Regions from separate parts of the Mus musculus genome. Here regions 2, 3, 4, 5 and 6 are each linked to region 1. A link is a contact called in public promoter capture Hi-C data. All regions are on one chromosome and are shown on one strand. The core of a region is the stretch at or near the end of the contact, and the rest is flanking DNA. Distances in the headings are between cores, read along the strand shown. Region 1 holds the start of Arl6 (ADP-ribosylation factor-like 6). Region 2 holds the start of Tomm70a (translocase of outer mitochondrial membrane 70A). Region 3 holds the start of Tfg (Trk-fused gene). Region 4 holds the start of Tbc1d23 (TBC1 domain family, member 23). Region 5 holds the start of Nit2 (nitrilase family, member 2). Region 6 holds the start of Cmss1 (cms small ribosomal subunit 1).

Evidence for each region. Promoter capture Hi-C pulls out the DNA fragments that hold promoters and counts their contacts. Capture Hi-C pulls out chosen DNA fragments and counts their contacts.
Region 2: a contact with region 1 is called in a promoter capture Hi-C map of adipose tissue, with 5 times the contacts expected there. The contact joins the promoter of Tomm70a here to the promoter of Arl6 in region 1. A contact is called at or near these places in 2 of 39 promoter capture datasets (liver and pre-B cells) and 2 of 9 other capture datasets (adipose tissue and liver).
Region 3: a contact with region 1 is called in a promoter capture Hi-C map of pre-B cells, with 4 times the contacts expected there. The contact joins the promoter of Tfg here to the promoter of Arl6 in region 1. A contact is called at or near these places in 5 of 39 promoter capture datasets (the 3T3-L1 cell line, the HPC-7 cell line, liver and 1 more), 1 of 484 Hi-C or Micro-C datasets (pre-B cells), 1 of 115 datasets of contacts at active chromatin or transcription factors (astrocytes) and 2 of 9 other capture datasets (adipose tissue and liver).
Region 4: a promoter capture Hi-C map of pre-B cells shows a contact between it and region 1, with 5 times the contacts expected there. The contact joins the promoter of Tbc1d23 here to the promoter of Arl6 in region 1. A contact is called at or near these places in 4 of 39 promoter capture datasets (hippocampal neurons, liver and pre-B cells), 1 of 484 Hi-C or Micro-C datasets (CD4 T cells), 1 of 115 datasets of contacts at active chromatin or transcription factors (embryonic stem cells) and 1 of 9 other capture datasets (adipose tissue).
Region 5: a contact with region 1 is called in a promoter capture Hi-C map of liver, with 4 times the contacts expected there. The contact joins the promoter of Nit2 here to the promoter of Arl6 in region 1. A contact is called at or near these places in 4 of 39 promoter capture datasets (hippocampal neurons, liver and pre-B cells), 1 of 115 datasets of contacts at active chromatin or transcription factors (astrocytes) and 1 of 9 other capture datasets (adipose tissue).
Region 6: a promoter capture Hi-C map of pre-B cells shows a contact between it and region 1. The contact joins the promoter of Cmss1 here to the promoter of Arl6 in region 1. A contact is called at or near these places in 4 of 39 promoter capture datasets (embryonic stem cells, frontonasal cranial neural crest, liver and 1 more), 1 of 484 Hi-C or Micro-C datasets (pre-B cells), 1 of 115 datasets of contacts at active chromatin or transcription factors (astrocytes) and 1 of 9 other capture datasets (adipose tissue).

The regions. Positions count from the first base shown.
Region 1 is chr16:59,637,963-59,640,864 of GRCm38.p6, reverse strand. Arl6 (ADP-ribosylation factor-like 6) reads left to right here and starts at 1,526. Exons shown (of 8, transcript NM_019665.3): 1 at 1,526-1,935. All of the region lies in intron 1 of 4930547E14Rik (RIKEN cDNA 4930547E14 gene), which reads right to left.
Region 2 is chr16:57,120,378-57,123,384 of GRCm38.p6, reverse strand. It overlaps Tomm70a (translocase of outer mitochondrial membrane 70A), which reads right to left and starts at 1,671. Exons shown (of 12, transcript NM_138599.5): 1 at 1,191-1,671. The coding sequence starts at 1,523.
Region 3 is chr16:56,716,185-56,719,164 of GRCm38.p6, reverse strand. Tfg (Trk-fused gene) reads left to right here and starts at 1,715. Exons shown (of 8, transcript NM_019678.3): 1 at 1,715-1,980.
Region 4 is chr16:57,230,085-57,232,784 of GRCm38.p6, reverse strand. It overlaps Tbc1d23 (TBC1 domain family, member 23), which reads left to right and starts at 1,319. Exons shown (of 19, transcript NM_001358433.1): 1 at 1,319-1,471. The coding sequence starts at 1,419.
Region 5 is chr16:57,165,893-57,168,687 of GRCm38.p6, reverse strand. Nit2 (nitrilase family, member 2) reads left to right here and starts at 1,356. Exons shown (of 10, transcript NM_023175.1): 1 at 1,356-1,407; 2 at 2,472-2,590. The coding sequence starts at 1,401. Gm16892 (a long non-coding RNA gene) reads right to left here and starts at 1,319. Exons shown (of 2, transcript XR_003951893.1): 1 at 1,218-1,319.
Region 6 is chr16:57,605,145-57,608,159 of GRCm38.p6, reverse strand. It overlaps Cmss1 (cms small ribosomal subunit 1), which reads left to right and starts at 1,293. Exons shown (of 10, transcript NM_025599.3): 1 at 1,293-1,494. The coding sequence starts at 1,434.

The DNA of each region.
Region 1 (2,902 bases), core at 277-2,776:
CTTTGTAGGAAAAAAAAAAATCTGATAATATCTGCCTAAAGGGGGAAAATCAGAGACATAAGCTCTATTCTATGTCTAGAGAGAAAATATTATATAAGCAAATAAGCATCCAAGTTTTGTCAAAGTGAGCCAAAGAGAAGCGGTTTAATAGTTCCTGGTAAATTAGGAACCCCTGCATTTGGGGCCAGAAGTTAAAGGACAACCACATCAGGAACTGAGCTGATTTTCTTTGAGTAATAAAAAATTCACAACGAAGGAAGCTTATCTATTGAACACGTGCTATCTATTGGTCAGACATGCATACTTTTTTCTTTCCTTTGTCCTCAAAACCACTAGATTAGATACATTTTTGAAGACAAAGATGAAATATACACAAAGGGTAATTTTACTAGACCACAGAGTATAGTATATTTCCATTTTCTGTTTTAACAAGGGCATTTATGTTACTACCTTTGGATGTACAAACTATAGAAGTTTTGTTCACTCAGTCTGGTTTTTGCCTTACAAGAGTCAGGAGACCAGAACTAGACCTTACTCCACATTAGGAGTACTAAGGAATTTGGAAAGGCACCAGAAAAGCACTCTACCGCAGTGCATATACCAGTGTCTTAACCACTATCTCTTTGATGGAATTCCTTTCAGTTTCTTCACCCTACTCCAAGTCCAAATAATCGGCCAGCTTCCTTAACGGGCAGAAAAACAAGTATGGTAGTTGAACATACTAACTGGTAAAACCAGTAAAGTAACATCCCACATTTATGCTAACAAGTGATATGAAGAGATGAAACTTTTCAAATACAAGTTTGTCATGCAGTCATTCATTGAGGAGTAGGATGGGGGAAATGGCTAGTTTGAAGTCAAAAAAAAAAAAAAAAAGTAAAAATAAATAAAATAAAATGTAGATCTTTAATTGTTGCATCTGTAGCCTGTCTGTTGGGAACAATGCAAATGGGCGGGAAAGTGTCTATCTAAAAAACTTTCAATTAGCACAAATTATTTCTATTGCTATAAACTCCAAGTGATTTTAAGAACGGTAACTATCAAACTCTCTGATCCACAAACTCATGTCTGGTGTTAGTTAATATCCGGGACAACAGACAGCTAAGAACTAGGGACAGGGTCACACTTCCTTTGCCAAATAATGTTTCTGTTTTTAAATACTGACTGGTTTTGACCAGTTTCCCTCTCCTGCCTGTACTTACAACTGTATTCTGCAGAGCTCGCTCGCTCGCTCTCAGGCCTAGCTGAGCCTAGGAAAGGCTCTGTGTAATGGGAGTAGCATATCTAAGTAGATCCTTTCCCTGCCTCACGCCGCCCACGACGAGGGCGGTCAAGCCAAAACATTGCCACCCACAGATATGGCAGTCCGGCCAAAAGCGCTAACCAGAACCCCGGAGGCCAGCAACCAGCGATGCGCGCGCAGCTAAGGCCGCCCCGCACGCCTCCCGGCAGGCTGTGCGCGCGCCTCCAGCTCCCTTGCGTCCCAGCAGCACGGGAGCTACCACTCGGCTCCCAATGCAGTGGCGGCTCCCCGTGTCTTCCGTGCTCACACTCTCGCTAACAGAGTTCCTCTGCGGGAATCAGGCCATTAATTTTTTTACCCAGAGCTCTCCAGCCGCAGAAAGGAGAACCTGTGGGCGGACACCTACGACGCCCGGGTGGGCGTGGCTTTGGGACCGGAAGAAGCTCCCGTTGCCAAGGGAACGCCGCGCGCCGGGGCGCCTGCTCAGCCACTGATGCTCGCATCCTGGGTGAACCGGCTGTTTCTCCCAACTTGTAGAAGGGGCTGTGCTTGGGACAAGGGAACCTTCCTACGGAGGCATAGAGAGGAAGGCTGAGGCTCCGGGGAAGATCCCACCGCGGAAACGGGTACAAGAGTGCGTCCTTTCCTGTCCTTGTCAGCCCCTTGGCCTTTGGATTGGCGTCAAAGATCAGGTACCTCCATCCGCACCCCGCTTTTTCTCTCTCTTCACCATCATCTGTGTGTTCTCTTTCAGCTCTGTTGGGTATGATTTTTCACGCCATCAGCTTCACCCTTGATAACATGAACACGACCTTTCCACGGTGTCTGTAGCGCTGTGGAACCGGCGGCAGGATCCACTAGTTCAAAAAGTTCCCGCTACCTGTTCGCAGCCATTTCCACCCTGGTAGACAGAGAATACCCGCTCCCTGTCCGATTTAGAATTACTCTAAACTATTACCCGTATTTTTGAATCTAAGTGAGTTAGATCATCTCTCATCTGTGAGAGATGGGGAAAAAATTGAGTTTATGTGATGTATACCAAGGAGCTTCGAAAATGTATTGAACTGCTTTGGGCCAATGCTGTTTGCTTGTTTGGTTGACTTTAACGCTGCCCAAGACGGACCTTTTTATATGATGTATGAATAATTTGGTTGAAATTTCATCATCAAATTTTCTAACTTAATAAGATTGTTTTATTGGGGTAGTAAGAATGTTCAACAGCCCACACTACTATCATGTTTAAAGTAGCATTTCTGGCGTTTTTCTCTGTCTCATCTCATCTTTCTCTGCAGCTTAACGCTAAGGTCTTAACATGTGGATAACATGTTAAATCTTCAGTGCTTTTCTGGTAACCACCTAATCCTTTGGAAAGCTGATTCTTCTCAGAAAGCAGCTCAGACACCTAAGTGTTCTTGATTCAAGAACAGGAGTTGTTTCATTTTAGCCAAGTTTACTTTAGCTATCAATTTTGCCAGCGTTATACAATACATACAGTAAGACTTTTTAAGCTGAAGGTATATTTTGTTCCTAATCTAGCGAATATGCTGGGTTTTCTTTTCTTTTTTCTTTTTTTTTATCCTTTAAGGCATAGTTTACGTCAGTATCAACTTTATACCATGTTCTCTCTCCTCTCCCCCCACCTCTCTATGTAATAATTGT
Region 2 (3,007 bases), core at 422-2,921, 2.5 Mb after region 1:
ACAGGACAATGTAGAATGGCATCTCCTCAGCTCTCAAAGATCATGGTTCCCTCCAACATTGTAAGTTCTGGTTAGAAATTGGCTGTTTAACTTCCCCATAGGAGAGAACAAACAGCCTTCCTGCTAGCTAGCACGGTGACTCACACACAGTAAGTACTATCCCTGGAGTCATATACCAGAGCCTCTGAAGCTACTTAGGAAAAGAACAACGTGTCTTCAGGCTGAATGGGATGAAAATGCCTGCCATTCATTTAACTGTACAGTTTTTCTCATGAGTGTTAAGTGCACATAGGATGCGTGTGTATAAAGAATTTCCTCAGGCACATACCTGGTATTTATTTACCTGTAAGTTTCTCTGAACTTGGATTACTCTGGTAATACCACCACAGAATTCCTGACCCAGTAAAGTCCCTTATCTCACTCAATCTCAGTCCATGCCAATTCTCCACACAGCCGTCAAACTTGTCAAAAAGATTTAATAGTCTGACCACCAGATCCGATAGAGCAGTTTATCACTCCAATGCTTGTTATAACACCAGAGACTCTTTATCAGGCTTGGACACATGTATATATATGTCCAGGTGAAATAGAACATTTTAAGATGTGCAGCGGGGGTGGGGGTGGGAGGCACAGTTCCTTAAAAACTGAACTATTTCCTATATACAAAGCTACCTAATGATTTTTTTGAACTTTGTAATAGTTGCTAATCTCCCTCCCCAAACACACACACACACACACACACACACACACACACACACACAATCAGAGCGAGAGAGAAACTCCGAAAGAAAAATGGCTTGTTTTTAAAAGGTTCTTAGCAAAGTTCTGGTCTTGGGAAACACAATAACAACTCACGGTACAACTCCAATCGTTCCGTGAAATTTGCCTTTCTTCGCTTAATGGAATTACTATATTTGTGCATGTTTCCCATACCTACATACTAGGGATAAATGCTGTGTCACTTAGAAGAAAGGCAAAGTATTCTGTTGGATCCCAAAGGAAATTGTCAAAGAACGTCTCTACGCTAGCCAGCCTGGAGCTGCTATTCCATTCCCTATAAAGGCAACCAGAAACGACTCTAAAGTCACTCGGCAGTTTCCGACCGGTGGGAGGGCCCCTCACCCGCACAACGGGTCAAGGAAAAGCTGCATCCGCTCGTTTTCACCTCTACGGCCCGGGCGGCTTCTCACCATTTCCAGGGAGTCCCCAGAACCGTCGTGGTGGCCACTGCCCAGGGCCGGACTGGCCCTGCCCTCGGGGGTCTTCCGTTCACTGTTGCGCTTCAGGCCGCTGGCGTCGCCCCGGCCTCCCGCTTCCCGGCGCCTCCGCCTTCGGCTCCACAGGTACATAGCCCCAGCACCCAGCAACAGGGGCGCCCCGATGGCCAGCGCCACGTGCCATCGCGGCAGGGTCCCCGCGCCCGAGCCGGGGCCCGCAGTCCCACCGCCACCGCCCACTCCATTTCCAGAACCGGGCGCAGCAGCCGCCGCCATCGCCGCCTCTATGGGCTTAGAGGCGGCCATGACGACTGTCCTCCGCCGCCGCCGCGCCGGTCGCGGGCGCCACGGTCACCGGGCAGCGTGGGGAGGAAGCCGGGAGCGTGGAGGGAAAGCAACGCGCGAGCGAGCACGCTAAGCAGCAGGAGCGGACGACAGAAAAGGGCCAGAGGTCACCGGAAGCCCGGGGCATGCCGGGCTAGACCGGCGGCTGGGCCCGCCCCTATCTACTGTACAGGGGAGAACCACTTCCGGGGTCAGAAGGCCTGGCGCTCTGGGTGGCTTTTCCCTTTCCTCTTGCAGGCGGTTGCCTAGAATCGCTCGGGAGGTCTCAGGCCTTGCGTGACTGCAGACCTCTTCTCCAGGACAGAAGGACCCGTGGCACTGTCGCCAGTGCGGCGAGGAGGGGCGTGGGGGGCCGTGTGCAGCAAGTGTAGAGGGACAGCTCCCTGTAGCTCTGTGAGTGGGCGGGACTTGCAGAAGCACTGTGAAGGGAATTGGCCAGCAGGGATGGTGGGCCTCCCAGTTGATTGGTAGGATCGGGGAGGGGGGTGTGGCTACGTTGGTGCCTGTTAAAGACTGAAACTGTGGGAGGGGGGAAAAAGGGTGAGACCATCGTGCTGTGTAAACCAGCTTTGTATATTTCTGCAATAGCCAGATTGTAGTTTGGACAAATTTGTAGTTCCTGGGACAATGACAGAGGGCAAAGACTAGATGGAAACTGGGGAAGGTAGGTTGACTCATGGAAGTGACTTGCAGCCTGTGTGCTGCACCTTTAATAGTTACAAAGGGCAAGGATGTCTGTTAGAAGGCTTTCCTATTGGCTTTCCTCGAGGACCCCGGATCACCGCAGGCATCTTTACGTGTGTATCTTAAAATGGATTCCACCTGACATCTAGCCCATACAACCTTCCCTGGAGCACAAGTGTCTGTCACAACACTTTGAGTTTGCTCACTTATTTGAAATAACTTAAATTTTTAAAAAAAATTTATTTCATTTATATGACTACACTGTAGCTGTTTTTCAAGCACATCAGAAGAGGGCATCGGATCCCATTACAGATGGTTGTGAGCCAACCATGTGGTTGCTGGGAATTGAACTCAGGACCTCTGGAAGAACAGTCAGTGCTCTTAACTGCTGAGCCATCTCGTCAGCCCTGAAGTACTTTTCTTAAGCCTTCATGAACTCTGGATCTGGTCTCAAAGCATGAAGTCTACTTTGCAAGGTGTTTGGAATTCACACAATTTTCAAGAAAAAAAGGCAAAGCATGGATAATTAAATGTTCCAGGCTATGGCTCTTCATTTCAGGTTTGAACATCCTTTTGTCAAACAAACAAACAAACAAACAAACAAACAAACCAAAAAAACAAAAACCAAACACCCATAGATGGTCATTTGGCTTTTAAGTACCACAGGATGCTCACCATAATAGCATTACATGAAGATGCAAAGGCCAAGTTGTGTCAACGTGGAGTGATTAAAATAGAATGTTCCAGTTTGAAACTTCAGG
Region 3 (2,980 bases), core at 466-2,965, 2.9 Mb after region 1:
GGAACTTTGCTACATGCAGAGGTATGATCTTACAATTTGTTGGACTTTGGACTTTGTTTGCCATGAAACCATAATATTATAACTGAGACTTTCTGGACCTTGGTGATAATAAATGAAGATGAAACCCCCTACCCCCAACCACCCGGTACTCACTAGACAGCAATAGAGAAGGGATGTGTTCTAGACTGGGAGTTTAGATGACAGTTACAAGTCATGTGATTTGAGATAAGATCACAAGACATTATAAAGGAATAAGCAAGACAAGGAAAACTCTGAATTTCAGGCCACCACTAAAATTTGTGACTATGAAGGTAAGCTGAAATTATTAACAAAATAGTACCCCAGTTAAGTAGTGAATGAATATATTGTCCTGAAAGCAGACAAGCAACAGTACTAAAGTCCTTTCTGAGCACTGCTACAAAATCTACAACCTCTTCTTTCCAGATTATTCTGGTAATGAGATCTCTGTGTTTCTAGATGTAGATTTTTTTAATAAAAAGTATGCTCAAATTACATCTATAGGCATTGTATGGTTTTTGCACAGATACTATAGGGAACTGTATCCATGTCTAGGACATACGGTATTATAGAAAAGAACATAAAGGAACATAGCAAAAGAACAAATTATAAAGAAAGAAGTCTGTATGAGACCAGAGCACACATCTAAGCTTTCTTCCTGGACACACTTAATTTCTTCCAGCAACAAGTCCCTAAACCATGTGAATAGTCTGCCAGAAGTTACTTGTAAGACTTAGATTGTAGTGTTAGATTATACCACTCCACTTTGCTTTATTTATTTATTTTTCTTCTTCTTCTTGTTAAAGGAGATTACGGGACCCACTGGTTGCTGTGTACTAAGATTCCTGGCACCCAGATTGCAAGCAGATTGAAATGTGTTCAGCGTAAAATACATTTATTCAAACACTTTAGACACAAGGGATGGCTCTTAATAAAGAACAGTGGAAGCATTGTTGAATTCTAGTTGCTCAGACACTAGTCAGGGACCAATGTGTAAGCAGTCTTTTCAAGGGTGAGTCCAAGCCGTGTTTGCTCCTTTGTGACTGAGTCACCTCACTCAGGATGATAATTCTCAAGTTCCATCCATTTAAACACATCCAAAGCAAAAAGAAAACTGAATTTAGGCGAGTGTAGGGTATGGTCAAATCTCTATCCTATAAAAGCCTTCTTGAAGCCTCGGTTTTTACTATCCAAGTTTGTCTTTTGCACCGGTGGGTGTGCCCTCTAAACTCGGATCTTCCTAAATGTTTGGGTAGAGCTTAGCTGGGGAACTGACTCATCCTAGCACTCTTTCGGCAAAGCGTAGGCACTCAATCCTGAATGAATGAATGAATGAACGTGTAGAAAGAAGGCGGAAAAGGGGTTCGTTTTTTCCGAGATGTGACAGACTAGCGCGTAGTCACGACAGCCACAAAGCAACAAGACCCAAACCTTTCTGGACAGATGCCCCACTTCCCCCAGGCTCTCGTAGCAAACCCAGCCCTGCAGACTACGCCCCGCCCACCCAGCAGCCAGACTTAGGAAAGACTGGCTGCCCGGAAAACCGGAAGTGCTGGTAATTCCCTGCGCATGCGTGTCCGCCTCGGCTCGCACTTCCTACACTCGGTCATCCAGTGAGGAAGCCGGGCCGCTCACCCGACGCAGCGGGGTCTTCGCCCGCCCCGCCCCTCACCCACTGCGCATGCGTCCTGACTGGCTTGTGCGCCTGGAGGCGGGGCGCCAGGGCAGTTTTTTTTTTTCTCCCCTTCGCTCCCGCCCCTGCGCTTCCCACCTGCCACGTACGGGACCGTGGCTGTCGCTAGGCTCGTCGGGTGCGTGCGATTGGCCAGCTCTGCGCAGCCTGCAGCTCGGCGAGGCTCGGCGGACGGCGGCGGAGCGGACGGGGTTTGGAAGCCTCCTCTGCGACACCGAGTGAGCCCGCAGCGGCCGGGTCAGCTGAGGTGGACGGCCTCGGCAAGCGGGGTATGTCCGCCGGAGTGAGGCGCGCGTGGCGACTCAAGGAGGAGGTCGGGGGAACCGGGAGGGCCGCAGGGCTTCTGGAACCTCCCAGCGCCGGGTGGGAGGGTGGGGCTGGGGACCGTGGGAAGGGGCTGGGAGGGAGGGCGCAGGGCCCGGGTGAGGCGGACGAGCGGCCCGGCATGGGGGAGGGGCGGCTGGGAGGGAGGGAGGGAGGGGGAGGAGAGGGCGCCCGGCCCGGCCTGACCTGGAGGGCGTTTGGCCCCGCTGATACCCCAAGTCCTGTTCCCTCCGGCCCCAGAGAGTAGAGGGGAGCCTGGGGGTACCTCTTACGGAGGTCGAGAACCAGGGATCGAAGAAGCCTGGGGCGTTTGCTCGGTGCTTCACCCTCTAGAGCAACTTGGAAGGTGGAGGGTGAATCATGGAAGACATAGAAAGGGGGCTTGAGAAAGCCCAAAGCGTTTGTGCCTGATCCCCGGGAGTGGCTTGGACGTTGGAGCGTAGACCTGGAGTTAATCGGTAGATTGAGGACACAGAAAGGAGCCCCATTCGGTCGTACACTCCCGTGCTTAGTGTCCTCTTGGGGCCCTACCCAGTTTTACTGATTACAGTTGCCAACTTTTGTTAAGTTGCCGTCTCTGGGCACGGTAGGGAGAATTGTAGATAGGTAATCTCAAAGATTCTACCAAAGTAGCTTGTTAGGCTCCCTTCGCATGTGCAGAAAGTACGCCGCAGAGAAGAACTTGAGCTCACATAGCTACCAGTGAAAATGGTTACATTCTTGCCATATACACTGCGTGTCATACAGATTTTGAGACCCACTTACAGTTTTAGAATAATCAAGGTTCTTTAAAGAAAGAAAAGAAAAGAGAGAAAGAAAAAATAGAGAAGAAAAAGGAGCCAGTTGGTGGTGGTGCACTCAGGAGTCAGAGGCAGGTGGATTTCTGAGTTCGGGGCCAGCCTGGTCTACAGAACAGCCAAGGCTACCCAGAGAAATCCTGTCTTG
Region 4 (2,700 bases), core at 70-2,569, 2.4 Mb after region 1:
TAACCAGCCAACCAATCGAACAGAAACTTACTTTACTTAATTAAAGCTATTTCTGGTCATTCCTGCCCCATCTAAAACTTAATTGTTTTCAGTTTTTCTACACATTACCCCTGCATTTCTCAGTGTGCATGCATCTATTGCTAATATATTGATATCAAACATAAACGATGCCTTTTGTTTGTAATCTGTTTGGTTCATCTAACAATGGCATTTTCAGATTTATCCATAAATTTCATGTAGTTAACTGCATCGTTGTTCCTGGGCTTAAAAATATTTGTTCAGCTCCTCCCTGAATCTGTACTAGGCAAAGATAGCCCAGGGGCTAGTGTTTTGGTAATACTGGTACTGTGGATGAAACCTGGGTGCGGAACAAGGAGGCCCATTTAGAGGGACAAATGGGACTTTGGCTAGGAAGGGAAGGATCTCGGCAGCTTTCTTTTTTTTTTTTTTTTTTTTAAGATTTATTTATTTATTATATGTAAGTACACTGTAGCTGTCTTCAGACACTCCAGAAGAAGGAGTCAGATCTTGTTACGGATGGTTGTGAGCCACCATGTGGTTGCTGGGATTTGAACTCTGGACCTTCGGAAGAGCAGTCGGGTGCTCTAACCCACTGAGCCATCTCACCAGCCCCCCTCGGCAGCTTTCTTAAACTGATTTTTTAAACTGGAATTTCAGTTTCAGAACTACAGTTGATTCTCCTGGCTGTTAGAAGACATATTTAAGATAGAAGACTAGAGTATAATTTTCTTAACTGGATAGCTTGACAGAGTCCTTCGTGTATTTTTATTTTTCTTGTAGCTCTGGTGATTGAATCATTGAGGATGCTGGGCAAGTGCTGTATGGTTTACTAAGTCCCTGGCCTTTTTATTTTTTTGAATGGTCTTTACAAATGATGTGGTATGTCCTTTCCTTTTTTTCTATTCAGCCTACCTTCTCTGTGTGAATTCATACTTGCCCTCCTCTCTCCACTAGCTGGGATTCTCAATTCTGGCTCACACCGGACAGCCAGAGACCCAAACATTAAGACGCCAAGCCAGGATGCTTCACTTTCAGAGTCTCCTCTGAGCCACGCCTGCCCGCAGCGTGGCGCCCCGCCCCATCCCGGAGAACCCCTCCCACTCCCCAGGGTCGGCCCCGCCCACAAGCCTTGTGCCCCGCCCACTCCGTTCGCGGGCCCTTGGCATCCTGGGATTTGTGGTCTTCCATAATCTTCTCCCTCTCGCAAAGCTCCGGGCTCCGCCTTTCGCCCTAGAGACGTGGTGACGTTGCATCCTTCCAATTCCTCGCCTCCTCCCTCTTTCGCTCTGGTGAGTCTCAAGTCTCAGACTTCATAACTCCTTTTACGACACTGAATCTCTGAGACAGTCTCGGTGCCAGGTCCACTTTTCGGCAAAGTGACGTGGACGTCAACAGCAATGGCGGAAGGAGAAGAGCTTCTGCCACTGTCAACGTCGGGCGGGGACAGCTGGTGAGTGCGAGCCCAGGTTTAATTCCCACTGGCCCCTTCTCTTCCTGTTCGCCATCCTGCCTGTCCCCGAGGTGCTGGCTGGCGGGGCGTGGAGCAAAAGGCACCTGTCCTCCTCTGAGCCCCTGCCCCGCCCCCTCTGCTTCAGGGTCCCCTCTGCCCGCGGGCTTCTGCGGCTGGGGCAGAATCCCGGGGACTCAGGGGCCATCCTGGATCTGCGCCTAAGTCAGGTCCTCCCGCTTGGCCCAGCGAAGAGAGTGGCTTCCCCACTGAGTTCGCCGAGTCCCTAGCCAGGGAGTTGGAATGGGCGCACTAAGGAGGAAGTTCTTGGATGGAGATCTCAGACCATTTGAAATGAGATCTTTTGAAATAACCACCGCGACCTTTGACAGTGCAGAGGTCGTGAGATACACCCAGCAAGATTCCTTCTACGTAGTTCAGGGTTGTCTTTAAAAAAAAAAATTATTATTATTAATTTTGTTTATCTCCCAACAGTTTCTAACATTTGTTATTATTATTTTTTTTTCTTCCCCACCACTTTCCTCACAATTTAATTTCATGACTTGGAGGGCGTTTTGAATTTTGTTACTGTTTCTCCCGGGCATTTGCATGTGTCTCTGGGGCTGTGGGAAGATTTGGTTTTTAAAGGAACTCATGTAGCCCAAGGCTGGCCTCGAACTTTCTGAGTGGCTGAGGATGACTGTGGACTTCCAATGCTTTTGCTTTCTCCTCCCGAGTGCTGGCTTGTAAGCTCCATCCTGCCTGGTTTGTGTTGGGCTGGGGATTGAACCGAGGGCTTCCTGTGTGCTAGGACAAGCATTCTACCAACTGTGATACATCCCCAACCCTGCCAATACCTTTTTGGTAGGCATTATTTTTCCCACTGAGGGTCATTAATTTTTGGTGGACACTTCTACTTTTGAAGTTGTGTGTGTGTGTGTGTGCACGTGTATATCTTACAGTTGATCTAACTGTATTGACCAGGTGTAAGACTCATGGATTTTGCTGTTGTTTTTCACAGTGTTTATATATCACTGTCACGGTGTACCTACACACAATGCAAGCCTTTGGTAAATTTGTACTTTACTAATTGAGGACAATAGAAATAACAGAAAGGAATACACGATATAGCAGTTGAGTAGCTGGTCTTCTGGGGACTGACAGGTACACATGTAGCAAGCTAAAGTTAATTTTGTTCTCTGAGATTGTAAATAAGTGTTGTGGGAGTTCAG
Region 5 (2,795 bases), core at 107-2,606, 2.5 Mb after region 1:
TCTGTGACCTTTCCCCCCTCTTTCTACTAGAGCTGTCAATAGATCTGTCACCTTAGACCTGGCTTTGTCTTCAGTAGTTGCCATGGCTACCAGGCCACTGCAGTTTCTAATGCAAGATGAAGATGGGGTAAATATGTTAACCCTGGAAGACATAAGGCCATACTGCAACCCATCCCCACACCTTCCTCCAGCGCATACATTCTTTGTTCACCCCGCTTCCCCAGTGTTCTCAGGTTCTTGGAAGAAACAATTCTGTGATCCCCTCAGGACGATGTAGGTGCTTAGATCCAAACCCAGGTCCTTTGCAAGAGCACCAAGTGCTCTTAACCACGGAGCCATCTCTCCAGCCCTGCTTTGTCCTTTTCAAACTGCTGTTTATGGTTCTCTCTCTCTCCCTCTCTCTGTCTCTCTGTTTGGCTCTCTCTGTCTCTCCCAAAGTTTGTGAAAAGCTCAGCCCCACTGAAGACAGCTGACTAAAATTTCTTTTGGGGATCTGATCTGCAGGCTTTCTTTCCTCTTGTCAAGCTCTCTAATCCCCTTGGCTCCGTGCTCTGCAAATGTGACAAGGTATAGACTTTAACTTGCAAGCACTGCAAAGCTTAGAAAGCAATGTCACTAGCTGGGTGTGTTGCTACAGGACTCAATCCCTGCACTCAGGAGTGGGAGCAGGAGGATTAGACGTCAAGGTGAGCCTTAGCTACATAGCAAGTTAAAGTGCAGCCTAGGCTACAAGAGACCCTGTCTGAAAACCGGAAAAGCTCAAAACAAAAATAAATATTTACATAAATGATAATGAATAAAAATTAAATAATAAATACAAAGGTCAAATCGTAGAATACTGCTTAGCACCAACTCTATCTCTTTCCCCAGCCCAGTTAGGAGCAAGGTTCTGAAGTCCTGCTAGCCTAAAACAACCAGGTGCACTTCCTCAAGCCAGTCAGCATGGAGCATCGTTACCCTGGCCACTGCCATGATCTAACCTGAAATTTATGTCCTTTGTGCCACAAGTAGGACCTTTCTACCCCAGACCATTTATGGCACACTACCATAACGTAGGCTTCTCTTTTTTGACTTTGCTTTTGAAGGCCCTATATAAAGAATTTGTAATTATCACTTCTTGGTGTATGCAACCGCAAAGGGTGAGCCATTTTTAGTACGGTGCCCAGGCAAGAATGTAGACTGGTACTGAATGTGCACAAAGTCGGAGGCTTACTCACCTACATTACAGCACAGCACAAAACAAAACAGTAAAATCCTCAAAGCTCATCGAGGCTCCGCCCCTCGACCCAGCCCTTGACCACGCCCCTTCTGCGCGCGCGGCTCGGCCCCGCCTTCTGCACGCTGCGGAGGAGATTGACTGGCAGGAGTCCCTGTGGCCTGCGGTGCACCGTGGAAGAGCCATGTCTAGTAAGTGGCTCGTGGTCTGGTTGTCCAGCTCCCAGCGGGAGCGGGGTCCTCCGTGCGGCGGTGCAGATGAGCCGGCTGGGTCCTTGCGTCCCCCGGTCAGCCATGCCGGTGGCTCTTGTCACCGGTGTCCGCGGCGCGGCGAAGCCCAGGGGCGGCTGGCCGTGCGAGCACAGGCCTCCGCGCGGGGCGTCCTGTGCTGTCGGAGCTGGTCAGCTTGCGGGTTGGGTGGTGGTGTCCAACTCGTGGCTCTGACTTCCTCGCCTCACAAAGCGGTGGATAATCACACCTCACTCCGCAGTTCCTCGTCTGTAAAAGTTTATAGTTGCACTGTCCTGGCATATTCATGTAAATGTTGTTCCCGTAATAGGCCCGTCACTCGAGGTGTTTTCGTGCCCTCCGCCCCGACTTGTTCATCTTCAAAATCATTAATCGCTTTCCGGAGAAGGGGAAGCAACAAGTCTTGCACACGGAGGACCCCAGTGGAGGGGTTTTCCTGCGTAAGCCTGCAGAGGGCGCTTTTGCACCGGCCCCTAACCTGGGTCGGGACCTTGTCCATATTGGGTGGCTTTTGGAAGAAGCTAGAAACAAAACTATAGTTTTATTATCCTTTCCTGCCTCAGGAGCAGAGGCAGTCTAACTTCCTAGGGTTAGGGGAGATATTAGTGAGTTTCTGTGATACTCTGGTGACAGCTCAAGGTCTGTTAACCTGAAAATAATGCCAGGTTTTGGTTTCATTTGTTTTTATACAGATTCTGGCACTGTTCAATTAAGAGGTGTTAGGGGCTAAATGCCTTTTTTTTTTTTTTCTCTCTCATCATATTTAGGATAAGCCAAGGAATGAGCGATCATAGTTTTTATACTTTTAAGGAGAGCTTCGGCCTTCTTCAGAAGCCAGGTTTTGTCAGTGTTGTCGATATACCCCTTTAGATTGCCAGTAGTTGGGTCAATCAAAAACCATGTTCAAATACTGCCTGATATCCTGTTTGAGAATCCTGGCCCTGGGTGAACTTAGTGGGCAGATCTGATGACTTTTTTTTTTTTTTTTTTTTTTCTTTTTTCCCCAGCTTTCCGCCTGGCCCTCATACAGCTTCAAGTTTCTTCCATTAAATCAGATAACCTTACCCGGGCTTGTAGCCTAGTGCGGGAGGCAGCAAAGCAAGGTGCCAACATAGTTTCTCTGCCTGTAAGTATCAGGGCAGCCTGCCCATTCTTCAGGAGCTGTGGATCCACCACAGTACTGCGTGCTGGCAGTGGTCCTCTTATGTCCCACCTCCAGCAATGCCTTTTGGAACCCTAATATTGTTTCGTATTTGTCTCATCTTTCACAAAGACTAGTAGCGACCTTTATCATAAGATGTCAAACGTGGTTACAAGTTTTGAACAAGATC
Region 6 (3,015 bases), core at 44-2,543, 2.0 Mb after region 1:
CAGTGTGGGGCAGGGTAGGGGGATTTCTCTGGAAATTGCTATCTTGTTATGGTTATTTTTCTAAGAACAGCTCATTTTGTTTTGGCAGCTGTAGACTCAGTCATTTTGACTGCTATGTTTCTGAAAGTCCCTTCAGAGGGGAAGAGGCTGGGTGGTCTTGAACTTATTTTGGATTCTACAGTACCAGATATGGGTGTTGGAGTTGGAGGTGGGGTTAGGGTAGGCTAACTTATAAACCCAGATATCTATTTACTGGTAACAAAACAGTTAAAGGGAAGATACAATTTATATTGTTTATTCAATAGAGCTTGTATTTTTTTCTATAAAGGGTGAATTAGCAAATACACGAAGTATGAATGTATAGACGCACCATATTAAAGCCACTCTTTCTTTCTGGTTAGTTTATGTTGTCCAAAGCGTTCTACTATAAAAGTAACTTATGAGCACCGGTACAAACAACTCAATCGCTGCATTTGGCCTGTGGCCTTCCTGACCTCTTAATACCTGTTGTCAGGCAGATGGCTAATGGAGATGACAGAAACAAATGTACTGTTGAATAAAACAATTCTCCTCCTCCTCCACAGGATGTCTCTGCAGAGTCTTGGGTGTCCTGGAACTCCCCTGTAGACCAGGCTGGCCTTCAACTCAAGGAATCTGCTTGCCTCTGCTTCCCAGATTGCTGGGATTAAAGGCGTGCGCCACCACACCAGGCCCCAAGTTCTATTCATGTTCCAAGGGCCATGGTACTGAATGGGACAGATCACAATCCAAGTCCTCTAAAGAGAATATCAAAACCTGATTAAGTATTTTAAATAGAGAAGTGGTATGTTTCAGGTCTTCAGGATATTCGTCCCTCTTAAGTTGTAGAAAAAGAGCAGCAACGTTCACATGTACAACCAAGTTCCGACATTCATCGTCAGCAACTCTCAGGTGCGTTTCTAAGGACAAACTGCACAGGCGCTGGAACGCCAGAACCCTGACAACCAAGTGAAAACACATCCACGTGCTCGGGTCTCCTCCCGCGGTGCAAGCTCTTTGAAATCCAACAGAGAAAAATCGTCTTAGCATCCGTTCTTGCACTTTCGACATCGGCTTTTCGGCCATAAACCAAAACAAAATACTTAAATATTAAAAAAAAATAACCCAAACCGATGGTAACTCTTTTCTTGTATTTCTAGGCTCAACAGAGCATTTATTTGGAGTTTCTAGGCCGATCTTGAACGTCTGAGCCTGTGTGGAAACGGCGACACCCCTGGCTGCCGCAGCTGGGGGGGCGTGGCGTCTGTGACGTCATCTCCAGTGGCGCGGGCGACGGAGTTCCTTGGTTTTTCCGCGTGTAGCGTTGCTAACGCCGCCAGTGAAGCTGAGCCCAGGAGCGCGAGCGGCCGCCTTGCTTTCATCTGGTTGTCAGTTCGCGTCCGGGTCTCACGGGGATGGCAGACGATCTGGGAGACGAGTGGTGGGAGAACCAGCCGGCAGCCGCCAGCAGCCCAGGTAAGCTCTCGCCCGCCTCCCTCGTTCCTCCTGCCCTGGTCCTCGCCTCAGCTGCCTTACCCGCGTGTGGCAGTCGTGGCGGTCTGCCCGGAGGTGGAGCGCGGAGCCGTGGGAACATGGGACGGCGCGGGAACTGGGGAGGGACAACACCGTGTCACACGTGGAACGAGAGGGACCCCGTCGCCGCCTGCCAGTCTGAGAGGGCTACTTCCTGCGCTCTGGTTTTCTAGACTTTTTACTATTTTCTTGAGACTAGATAGACCGTTTCTGTACAGTTTGTCATAGTGGTTACCAGTAATCCCTGAACTAGGTTCAGATTGGGAATTCAAATCACAGACTCTGATACTCCGACACATTCTCCTTTTTCCTCACGTGTGAAAGGAGTAATTCTCTCCAAAAAATTGTGAAGATGTAGTGAAGGTAATTTAAAGTTGTATAGCACAACACAATTTTTGGCGTGTAGTATATGTACAAAATATTAAAGTAGCGTGTTCTTTATCATGTGTAGTTCGAGCCAGCAAGGGGCTTAACTCTTCTGCTTTACAGCAAATTCTTTTCTTTTCTTTTCTTTTCTTTTCTTTTCTTTTCTTTTCTTTTCTTTCTTTCTTTTTTTTTTTTTTTTAGACAGGGTTTCTCTGTGTAGCCCTGGCTGTCCTGGAACTCATTCTGTAGACCAGGCTGGCCTCGAACTCAGAAATCCGCCTGCTTCTGTCTCCCAAGTGCCGAGATTAAAGGTGTGAACCACCACTGCTCGGCTCCAACAGTTTCTATTATGGTGTACTATGTGTACCCATTCTGTGTGCAGTAGGCATTTTATTTTCAAGTAAAGTAGCATTAAGTAACCCCCCCACTCCAGTGGCCTTGAACATTTCATGCCCCATAAGACTTAACCATGCGATAGCTACTTCTATTGTTACTGTCTCAAGTCACCCTCCAAGGATCCAAGGTCCACCTGTCTCTAGTTTTAGATGGTAGGGTCAATGTCATATTTCCATTTATTTTGATCTCAGTACCATCTCACATGATAGCAAACAGAGTTAACACGTTTAGACCATTTCTCAGTGTGAAACTGAAAGTTACAGCATGGGTTTTGTGATTTAAGGGGAACAGAAGAGTAGAGTGTCAGTCCAGTGGCGAGTGGCAGTCTGGATCCCAGGGTTGAGACTAGACTAGGGATGACAGAAGTAGGAAGCTAAAAGTCAGGTAATCTGTAACTCTCAGTCTCCCCATCGTTTGAGGAGTGTTTCTCAAATGACTCAGTAGCTTCTTCTGAGTCTTAGATGCCCCCTCTCACCATACATGTAACAAGAAAACCGGAGTGTTCAGAAATGCCAGGAGACAGTGGATATGACAGTAATGCCAGTTTTCATTTGTTGAGCTCTTAGTATGATCTAAATTCTGAAACTCTTAATTCTCCTGCCTCAGCCTACCTATTGCTGTCATGCATTGTTTTTGCTGCTTTATGAGCACTAGATTATTCATCTTTGTAAGTGTACAGAGAAGTAGTTATCTTTATCCCTG